Regions from separate parts of the Mus musculus genome. Here region 2 is linked to region 1. A link is a contact called in public ChIA-PET data. All regions are on one chromosome and are shown on one strand. Each heading gives the region's core, a stretch centred on a gene start, on an enhancer-like site or on the middle of the called end of the contact. The rest is flanking DNA. Distances are from core to core; before and after follow the strand shown.

What was found. ChIA-PET counts read pairs in DNA pulled down with a chosen protein or histone mark.
Region 2: an RNA polymerase II ChIA-PET map of memory CD8 T cells shows a contact between it and region 1, with 6 read pairs. The contact joins two enhancer-like sites. A contact is called at or near these places in 1 of 39 promoter capture datasets (liver), 1 of 115 datasets of contacts at active chromatin or transcription factors (memory CD8 T cells) and 1 of 9 other capture datasets (pancreatic islet).

What each region holds. Positions count from the first base shown.
Region 1 is chr5:114,503,783-114,507,778 of GRCm38.p6, forward strand. No RefSeq gene overlaps it. Among named protein-coding and RNA genes, the nearest start is that of Gm34722, 26 kb to the left of the region's middle. Within about 2 kb of position 1,634, at least 53 of the 459 cell types and tissues checked have an H3K27ac peak or open chromatin away from gene starts, as enhancers often do. A contact at or near this core is called in memory CD8 T cells and pancreatic islet, where this site is marked.
Region 2 is chr5:114,665,363-114,669,681 of GRCm38.p6, forward strand. Gltp (glycolipid transfer protein) reads right to left here. Exons shown (of 5, transcript NM_019821.2): 5 at 4,128-4,319. Among named protein-coding and RNA genes, the nearest start is that of Trpv4, 9.1 kb to the left of the region's middle. Within about 2 kb of position 2,264, at least 246 of the 459 cell types and tissues checked have an H3K27ac peak or open chromatin away from gene starts, as enhancers often do. A contact at or near this core is called in memory CD8 T cells and pancreatic islet, where this site is marked.

The DNA.
Region 1 (3,996 bases), core at 384-2,883:
TTCCTTCCTTCGAGACAGAGTCTCACAATGTAGCTCTGACTAGCATGGAACTCACTATGTAGACCAGGCTGACCCCAGATTCATAACGATCCACCTGCCTCTGCCTCCTGAACACTGGGATTCGAGGTATGTGTGTCCTGCCCAGTTCCCCTTCTCTTGAAGAGATGCTTGCCTCTGGGCCTTGTCTTAACTCTGTCCCAGCTCCTCAGATCATGGCAGTGAGCACATGCCACATGACAAAGAGGCCCAGACCAGAGAACTGACAGGGAGAGGATGGGAAGGTGAGACTTTCAGTTCTACAGCTGGGGAAGCTGGAACCAAGGCATGGCCAGTGTGGTCTGGAGATAGCCCATTCTCTGTGTGCAGGACAGTGACGTGGTATATCCTCTAAAGGAGGAGATACTGTGTCCTCCCATGGCAGAAGGACAGGAGGACAAACAAGCCTCACCTTTGACTCTGAGGTCTTTTAAAGGGGTTCTGATCCCATGGGTGAGTTAGGATCCTCATTAATTACCTCTGACCGGAAGGCCTCTCCATCCCTGAAACCAAGGGCAGCTACATCTCCAATTAAGGCCCCATTCTCTGGGCTGTGGACATCACCACATGCTTCTGAGGACTCAGTTCTATCCACAGAGGCCAGTGGACAGTTGACTGTCACACAATCCTAGAAGCACTGAGTCAGACCCTACATGCCCAGGAGCTACCAGGACATGAGATTTCTGTTCCTAGAATGCCTGCCATCCGTGACTCAAGCGTGGAAGTTTTGGGGTGCAAGGGCTGGGGCTCAGGGAAGGAACAGTGAATGCTAAGGTATCTGTGGACTGCTGTCCTCAGAGATGGACCAGGGAGAAGAAGTGGCTGGGTGGAAAGGGCCCAGGCTCAGCCCCAGCCCTTCCTTCCCTCTCTCCCTTGGCATTCAGATAAACCTGCCCAGAATCTCTGGTATCTGGAGCCTGTGTAAATGGGGTGTAAATTAACTTCAAGAATCACATCTGCAGCCATACTCTGTGTAGCCTGTTTCTGATGAGCCCTGGGGTGGGTTTTGGGTGGGCAGGGTGGACAGCTACAGGTCTGAAAACCCCACGGCTCCTATGGCTTTATCTCTGGAAGCTTCTGTGGTGGAACATGGCTGAACTCCTGGCACGAAGCTCACTGAGGCAAAGAGACTTCCTGGATGCTGGATGTCGAGCGACAGATGGCAGGTTAGGGAGGGGCAAAGTTTAGAGACAGGCAACAAGGCAGTAGAGGGGACCTGAGGGCAAGGCTGGGGGCTGTGTGGCCTCTCAGAGGGTGCAGGGTGGGAGTGGGGGGTACAGAGAGAGCCAAGTGTGGCCTCATGTATTTCCAGGTTTTTCCTGCCGTGTTTGAAGTCTCTGAGCCAGCCAAGATGGACTGGGAAGGAAGGCCTGTCACTATGGCCGGTCCTGAACACCACCTTGCCTTTCTTGACCATACCTTTTCTGAGGGTGCTTTAAAATACCCACATTTTATAGATGAGAAAACGGAGGGCTGGGGCCATTCAGAGGTCCGGGAGTCAGGCACCTTCAGCTGTCTTCATTGTCTTGCCTGGAGCCTAGCAAAAGAGGCTGTGGGCTGGGGAGGTAGCAGAGTGCTTATCTCACACACAGGAAGCCGTGGGTTTCATCCCTAGCCAGACCAGCTGCTTTCCTGTTGTTGTGATCAAACACGATGGCAAGTCAACTTAGAAAAGAGTGCATTTGTGTTTCCTTAAGCACTAGAGTCCACGCTGGTTGGAGCAGAGACAGCAGGTGGCAGGCCTGGTACCAGGTACAAGAAGCTGAAGGATCATATCACGAACCACAAGCACAAAACAGGGAGGGGGGAGTGAGGGAGGAAGAGAATATGAATTAGAAATGGCTACCTTGGGCTGGAGTGTCACATTAGGTTGTGTGGCTTTGGCTGTGACCGCTACGTTATACAGCAGAAGCTGTTCTGTCTTCCCAGACAGAACTCAACCACATCAGAACGGGAAGAAGATAAGCAAATTCGGCTTCTTGCTTGTCTAAGTTCTCTTACCTAGCAACCTTCTACCAACACCTGGCGCTTGGGCCCGTGTTTGCTTTCTCTCTGCTCCTCCCCTCCTGTTTGCCTCCAGCTTGGGGGACCACTGAGCTCCAGCCCAAGACAGCGCCAGACACAGCTGGGACTCCATGTGCAGAGGGATGGGGCTGAGGACACTTGAATTTCTCACGGGACTCCCCCATATCCAGAGCTGTCTGTATGCCTGAAGCCACCCTGCTCCAAACTGGCACAAACTCACTTCCTTTCCTGGAATGTCTTTCGTATTTGTGTCCCAGGACTCCGGCTTACTTGATCTCTGTTGAGGCTCTTCATGGTGTCCTAGGATACCCATCCTAGAGGCTGTTGGGGGCCTCCACGGGGCCCATGTCTGAATTCTGTTGACTCCTGTCCTGGGGGTGCAGGTTGCAAAGGGTGGGTTTGAATGCAATAAAGTTCCACTCTGCTGCACACAAAGGACTGGTGGAGGGGACTTCCCAGATACCCAACAGGGCTCTCCTTTCCTTCCATGCTGCCTAGAATCAGCCATCAGATCTGTGGGATGTCCCCAGGAAGCCCCCATGGAAAACACAGAAAGCAGGAGGCAGGAGTTGATGCAGAGGCCATGGAGGGATGTTACTTACTGGCTTGCTTCCCCTGGCTTGCTCAGCTTTCTTATAGAACCCAGGACCGCCAGCCCAGGGATGGCACCACTCACAATGGGCTCTTCTACCCTTGATCACTAATTGAGACAATGCCTCACAGCTGGATCTCATGGAGGCATTTCCTCAAGGGAGGCTCCTTTCTCTGTGATAACTCCAGCTTGTGTCAAGTGGACACACAAAACCAGCCAGTACACAAACCAAGCAACTTCCATCTTGCTCCCTTGTAACAGGATTCCCCAGCTGGGCTTTTTGACTGTTTTCCCACTGCCAAGGAGTAGAGGGGGCACAAGACCCTCATCTGAGTCTCCAATACTCTCTACCATGTGTTGTGTGCAAGTCTGCCTCAGTAACACATGGTAATGGGAAGGCCTAGAGTGCAGAGGCTGTGGAAGGTTATGGAGGGAGCCATCCCTGCTGGGCAAGGGCTTCTTAGTTAGGCCTTTGGGGAGCATCCACACTCCTGTAGGCACCCCTCATCTATGCTCTGTAAGGAAGCACATTTCCTGACTGAACTTTGGCCTAATAGCACCCCAGCTTGCTGTAGGGGCCTTGGGAGGAGGGATAGATGTTGTTTCTGTATCCGGTGAGGAGGAATTTTAAGCAGCAGGGTCCCAGGGGTCACACTTAGGGTCCCAGGGATCACACTTAGGGAGGCTCCTTTGGTGCAAACCACTGGTGTCAGGTTCACTGGGGGAACCGAATCCAGAAGGTCCAGTGATGCCATCTCTTCCCAGAATCCTTCCCCCAGGAGATGTTGTTTCTGAGGATTTGGGAGCCCAGGACTCAGTCCTTTTGGCTTCTGATGTTCTGAGAGTGAGGCCCGTAGGGCTTGACCCTACTGCCTGGTGGGCTCAGGACCCAGAAGTTGTGGAAGCCCATCCAACCCAGTGTGTCTGCTTCCCAAGGTGGCCTCCCTCTGCCTCTGCCTCTGCCCCTGCCTCTCCCTCCGTGGGGACTGCTGCCAGCACACATGGTTCTGCTGGTAAAGTCTTTATCGGGAATGTCGCCTAATGCATTCATATCAAACAATAGCGCCTCATACATCATCCCTGCCAGAGGCCACCTCTGCTAGGACAAGCACAGTCCATTACCCTGACGGGCGCAAGCCATGTGCAAAACAGATAACAGGTCCTGACTGCGCGGGAGCACACGGGGTGGGGAAACGTCACAAGCCTCTGAGATCACTGAAGAAGCCCTGGACAGCTGCCACCTGGGCATCTGGGACATTGGACTCCTGGCGTTCTGATATCATAAAGTGGTATGAAGGGTGGTTATGGAGACCTAGCTCTGCACCCTCCAGGGAGTGGCTCAA
Region 2 (4,319 bases), core at 1,014-3,513, 160 kb after region 1:
CCCAAGTCTGGGATAATAGGTGTGTGCCAGCCACCGCATCCAGACATTGGGATGCTGGGGCTTTGCCTGCCAGGAGAGCACTCTAGTGACCGAGCTATAGTCCCAGGACTTGGAAGACACCCCACCCCCACCCACCAGGTCAGACCACAAAGGCAGGCGATGCTGGTGCCAGTGTTGATGCCAATCAGGAGGAGCCAGGTGCTAGGACTATCAACGCTTCTCCAGAGTCCATGACCAGGGCCTCCTTGAGCACCTGGCGAACAGCTGCTTATAGTGTCAACGTTGTCACTGTCTTCTCACTAAAACAGTTCTCTGTTCTTGGAATAGAAGCCAAGCCCCTCTAGTAAACTCAGCACCTATGGGAGACATCTTCCCTAGACGGCCAGGCTCTGCCTACATGGGCCTCTCTCTCTCTGTCCCTAGCACATACCAACTCATACCCAAGTGGTAGAACTTGCCCGTCGTGTAAGAGCATTAGACGTGGTATTTGTCCCTCGCGCTATCAGGAAAGACAGATGTTCCTCCCTAACTCCAGGGCTTTTGCACGAAATATTACCAGCCTCTTGCTGTAACCTGCTCAGGTTTCAGCTCTAAGGACATCTCTTCAGAGAGTTCTACGTCAGTCAGCTCCCAGGTTAAATCAGGACTCCGTAAGTAATCCCCATGACAACGTCCCGTCTGCCATTCACTCTCAAACCTCGTGACTCTCTCTGCTCTGGGGCTGGGGCTGGTGCCTCTGTGCCATGTTGCAGGATTCGCTGAGCCTACATCAGGGTCTTGTGCAGAGTAGATGCTCTGTAAACAGGAGCTGAAGGACTCTTTCCAGGCAATCATCACAGACCAAGGAATGACTTAGGGTTAGTTACCAAGTAGCTGTGACTGTCAGCCTTCTCTGGGGCTCAAGGCTGCAGAGTGTGGTCCCCTCCCAGGACACAGGCTAAGGACTGATGTTACTACACGGCTAGGATAAGCCAGACACTGCTCTTTGGGCTTAGGTGTCCATTCAGGTGAACAGAACTGAGAAGCTAGAACTTTGAAATATGTAACCAACACTGCCCCACCCCCCATTTAAAGATGACAAAATGGAGGTCCCAAGGAAAGAAGTGATTTACCCAGAGTCATACAACACATTGAGGAGAGGGAGAAATAGCAGCCAGGGGCTGGAGAGATGGCTCAGCGGTTAAGAGCACTGACTGCTCTTCCAGAGATCATGAGTTCAATTCCAAGCAACCACATGGTGGCTAATTCCCTCTTCTGGTGTCTCAAGACAGCTACAGTGTACTCACACATAATAAGTAAAATAAATCTTAAAAAAAAAAAAAAAGAAATAGCAGCCAGATTACAGAACAGTCTAGAATGTCTGTCTGTCTTGAGATAGAGTCTCACTATACAGCCAGGCTCACTCTGTAGACCAGGCTGGCCCCAGACTCAGTGATCAACATGCCTCTGCCTCCCCAGTGCTGAGACTAAAGGCATGTGCATGTGCCACCGGCATGCTAGGCTGATGTGTCAGCATGAGATCTGATGTGTGGTTGAACAAGAAGTGACTGTGCTGAGGTTTAGCTAATTAAACTGGGGCTAGGTTGTCCCTTGAGGAGCTCCAGCCAGGTGTCAGAATCACAATAAATAAAAAAAATATTAGCAAAGGTGAGTGTTGACAATCTCCCATGCACCAGACATTTTATTATTATTATTATTTGTTTTGGTTTGGTTTGGTTTTTCCAGATAGGGTTTCTCTGTGTATCCCTGGCTGTCCCGGAACTCACTCTGTAGACCAGGCTGGCCTCGAACTCAGAAATCTGTTTGCCTCTGCCTCTCAAGTGCTGGGATTAAAGGCGTGCACCGCTGCCTGGCAATTTATTAATTTTTTAAAAAAAAATCTTATTATATGAGTGTTTTGCCTCTGTGTATATGTGCGCACCACGTGCCCCACAGTGCCCAGAGAGTTCAAAAGAGGGCGCAAGATCCCATGGAACTGGAATTACAGACGGCTGTCATCCTAAACGTGAGGACTGAGAATAACAGCCATCTCTCCAGCGCAATTTATTTACTTACTTACTTATTTTTGTGTCAAGCATTTCCAGACGGTATTTTACATGATCCTGAAAAGTAAAGATTGCTTCTGTAGCGTACACGTGGGGAAACGGGCACAGAGAGGCGTGCAGACAGACCCACGAAAGAACTGTCAGGTGCTGACCGCGCAGCAGCAGCAGAGAGTATGAGACTTTTGGAAGCCTGAAGTCAGAATGCGGAAGTGGACTGTGCCCGCCCACTGTGGGCGTGGCCGCCGGCCGGACGCGGAGGAGTGGTTGGCAGGCCCCGCCCCTGGCTCCCCCAGCAAAGACGCGTGCGGACAGCGCCACCTACCGGACACGCGGAAACTACATCTCACATGCCTTCCACACGGGGGTGCAGTTTTTACACTCTCGCTAAGCAGCTCCAAACCGCTGCAGTCGTCTTGCAGATACCGCGGTAATGTTTAAACTTAAGCCTGGTAAGACCTCGGCGTTACAGATGAGGAAACTGGGGCCTGAAGCGTGGAGGATGCTTCGATCTGTCGTCGGCATCAGGCACACGTTAGAAAAAGTTTGGAGAGTAGGCGTTTTAAGTGAGTGACTCAACAAGCAAATAGGTCAAGCAAACTTCGGACACTTGGAGTTTCTTGGCATAAGAAGTTATTTGAGGGATACCTAAGGGGCTACTTGGGGGTTTGAGGAACCCATTGTCTCACTATTGGGGACATGGAGTGAGATAGGAGTCCCCCGGGGGACGGGGCTGTTTTCTCCTCTGGTAAGTGGGGCTCCTGACATTCCAGGTGAACTGATATTTTGAAGCCCATTGGCTGGGCCTGGTATACCTGTGTTCAGTGTGTGTTCTTTCTCTCCATACCCCAGGAAGAATTCAGTGCCCTAATGACAGGGATGAGCTAGACACCTGTCTCTGGGCTCAAAATCTCCCAGCAGGTGCCCGGAGTGAAGGAGACTGGCCCTGGGCAAGTCTCTCCCTTCTAAAACAAAAAAAAAAAGACGAGCCCTCCCGACCTTACTGCAGTACACTGGAACGAGATGGAAGACACTAGATGGAAGTCTTTTATTGGCAGGTAGCCCAACCTCTCTGCAAGCAATCAGGCCTCACAGACTTCCATCCCCTGGCCATGTCTGAAGCCAGCCTTCCAAACTGGGTACCTGTGTCTCCCTCGGGCACTGCCCAGAGGTCAAGGAAAAATATTTCCCTCTCCTTGTAACCCTAGTATCAGAAAAAGAATCGGCTTTTTCTTCGACCTGGGCAGAATCCAAGGCAAACGAAGAACGCACCCTCCCCTTAATCTAGCCAAGGGACGGTCGTTTTTCAGCCCCCACTGAGAATCATGATTCTCCCCCTCCCCTCATTTGTTGCTCAACAGTCTTGCTATGTAGCCCAGGCTGGCCTTGAACTCACAATCTTCCTACATCTGCTTCTAAAGTGCTGGAATTGCAGCTACATGCCACCAGGTTTAGATACTGGTGTTTCAGAGGAGCTATATATGTGATTTCTTTTATTCTGTGAAACCTCTTTATCTGATTACCAGTTATATTTTTTTGAGTCAGACCAGAAGACAGGCCCTTGAAGGATTTGGCTGAAGGGTCCCTGTTCTAGTTTGCTTTTTGTGGCTACAGCCATACCTCTGACCAAAATCAGCTGGCATGTGTGTGTGTGTGAGAATTTATTTGCCTTACAGGACAGTCCATCATAGAGTGCAGTCAAGGCAGCAACCTGAGGCAGAGACCACAGAGGAACACTAACTCCTAGCTTCCTACACAGCCCAGGTCCTCCTGTCAGGGGATGGCAGCGCCCAGGGTGGGCGGGGCATCCTGCATCAATTAGCAGTCAAGAGCAGGCAGCACAGGTGTGCCCACAGGCCTGTCAGTCAGGAGGAGGCAGTTGGTTCATCAGTGCAGGTCCCCCCTTCCCAGGAGTGCCGGGTTAACTCTCACAGCCCCCAGCTGGAACCTTTGACACCGAAAATACTAAAAGAATCAAGCGCCACAGACACATGCAGGTGTGATTTCAAAATATAGATTTATTTATTAAGGATTATTTAGTTTCTGCATAAAAATCACCAATTGTTCCTCATTGGGCTTTTTGGGTTTTTTTTTTTTTTAAACATACATCAATTCTTTCAGGGCAGGTTTACCCCAATACTTTAAAAAATACAGCTCCAGAAGGACGGTTAAGGCAGCAAGGCAGTGTCTTGAGTCTCCGCAGCTGGAGGGCTCTTATGAGAGGCAGTTTCTTAGGTTGGAAGAGCCAACCCCCAAGAAAATAATTATGCAGAAGAA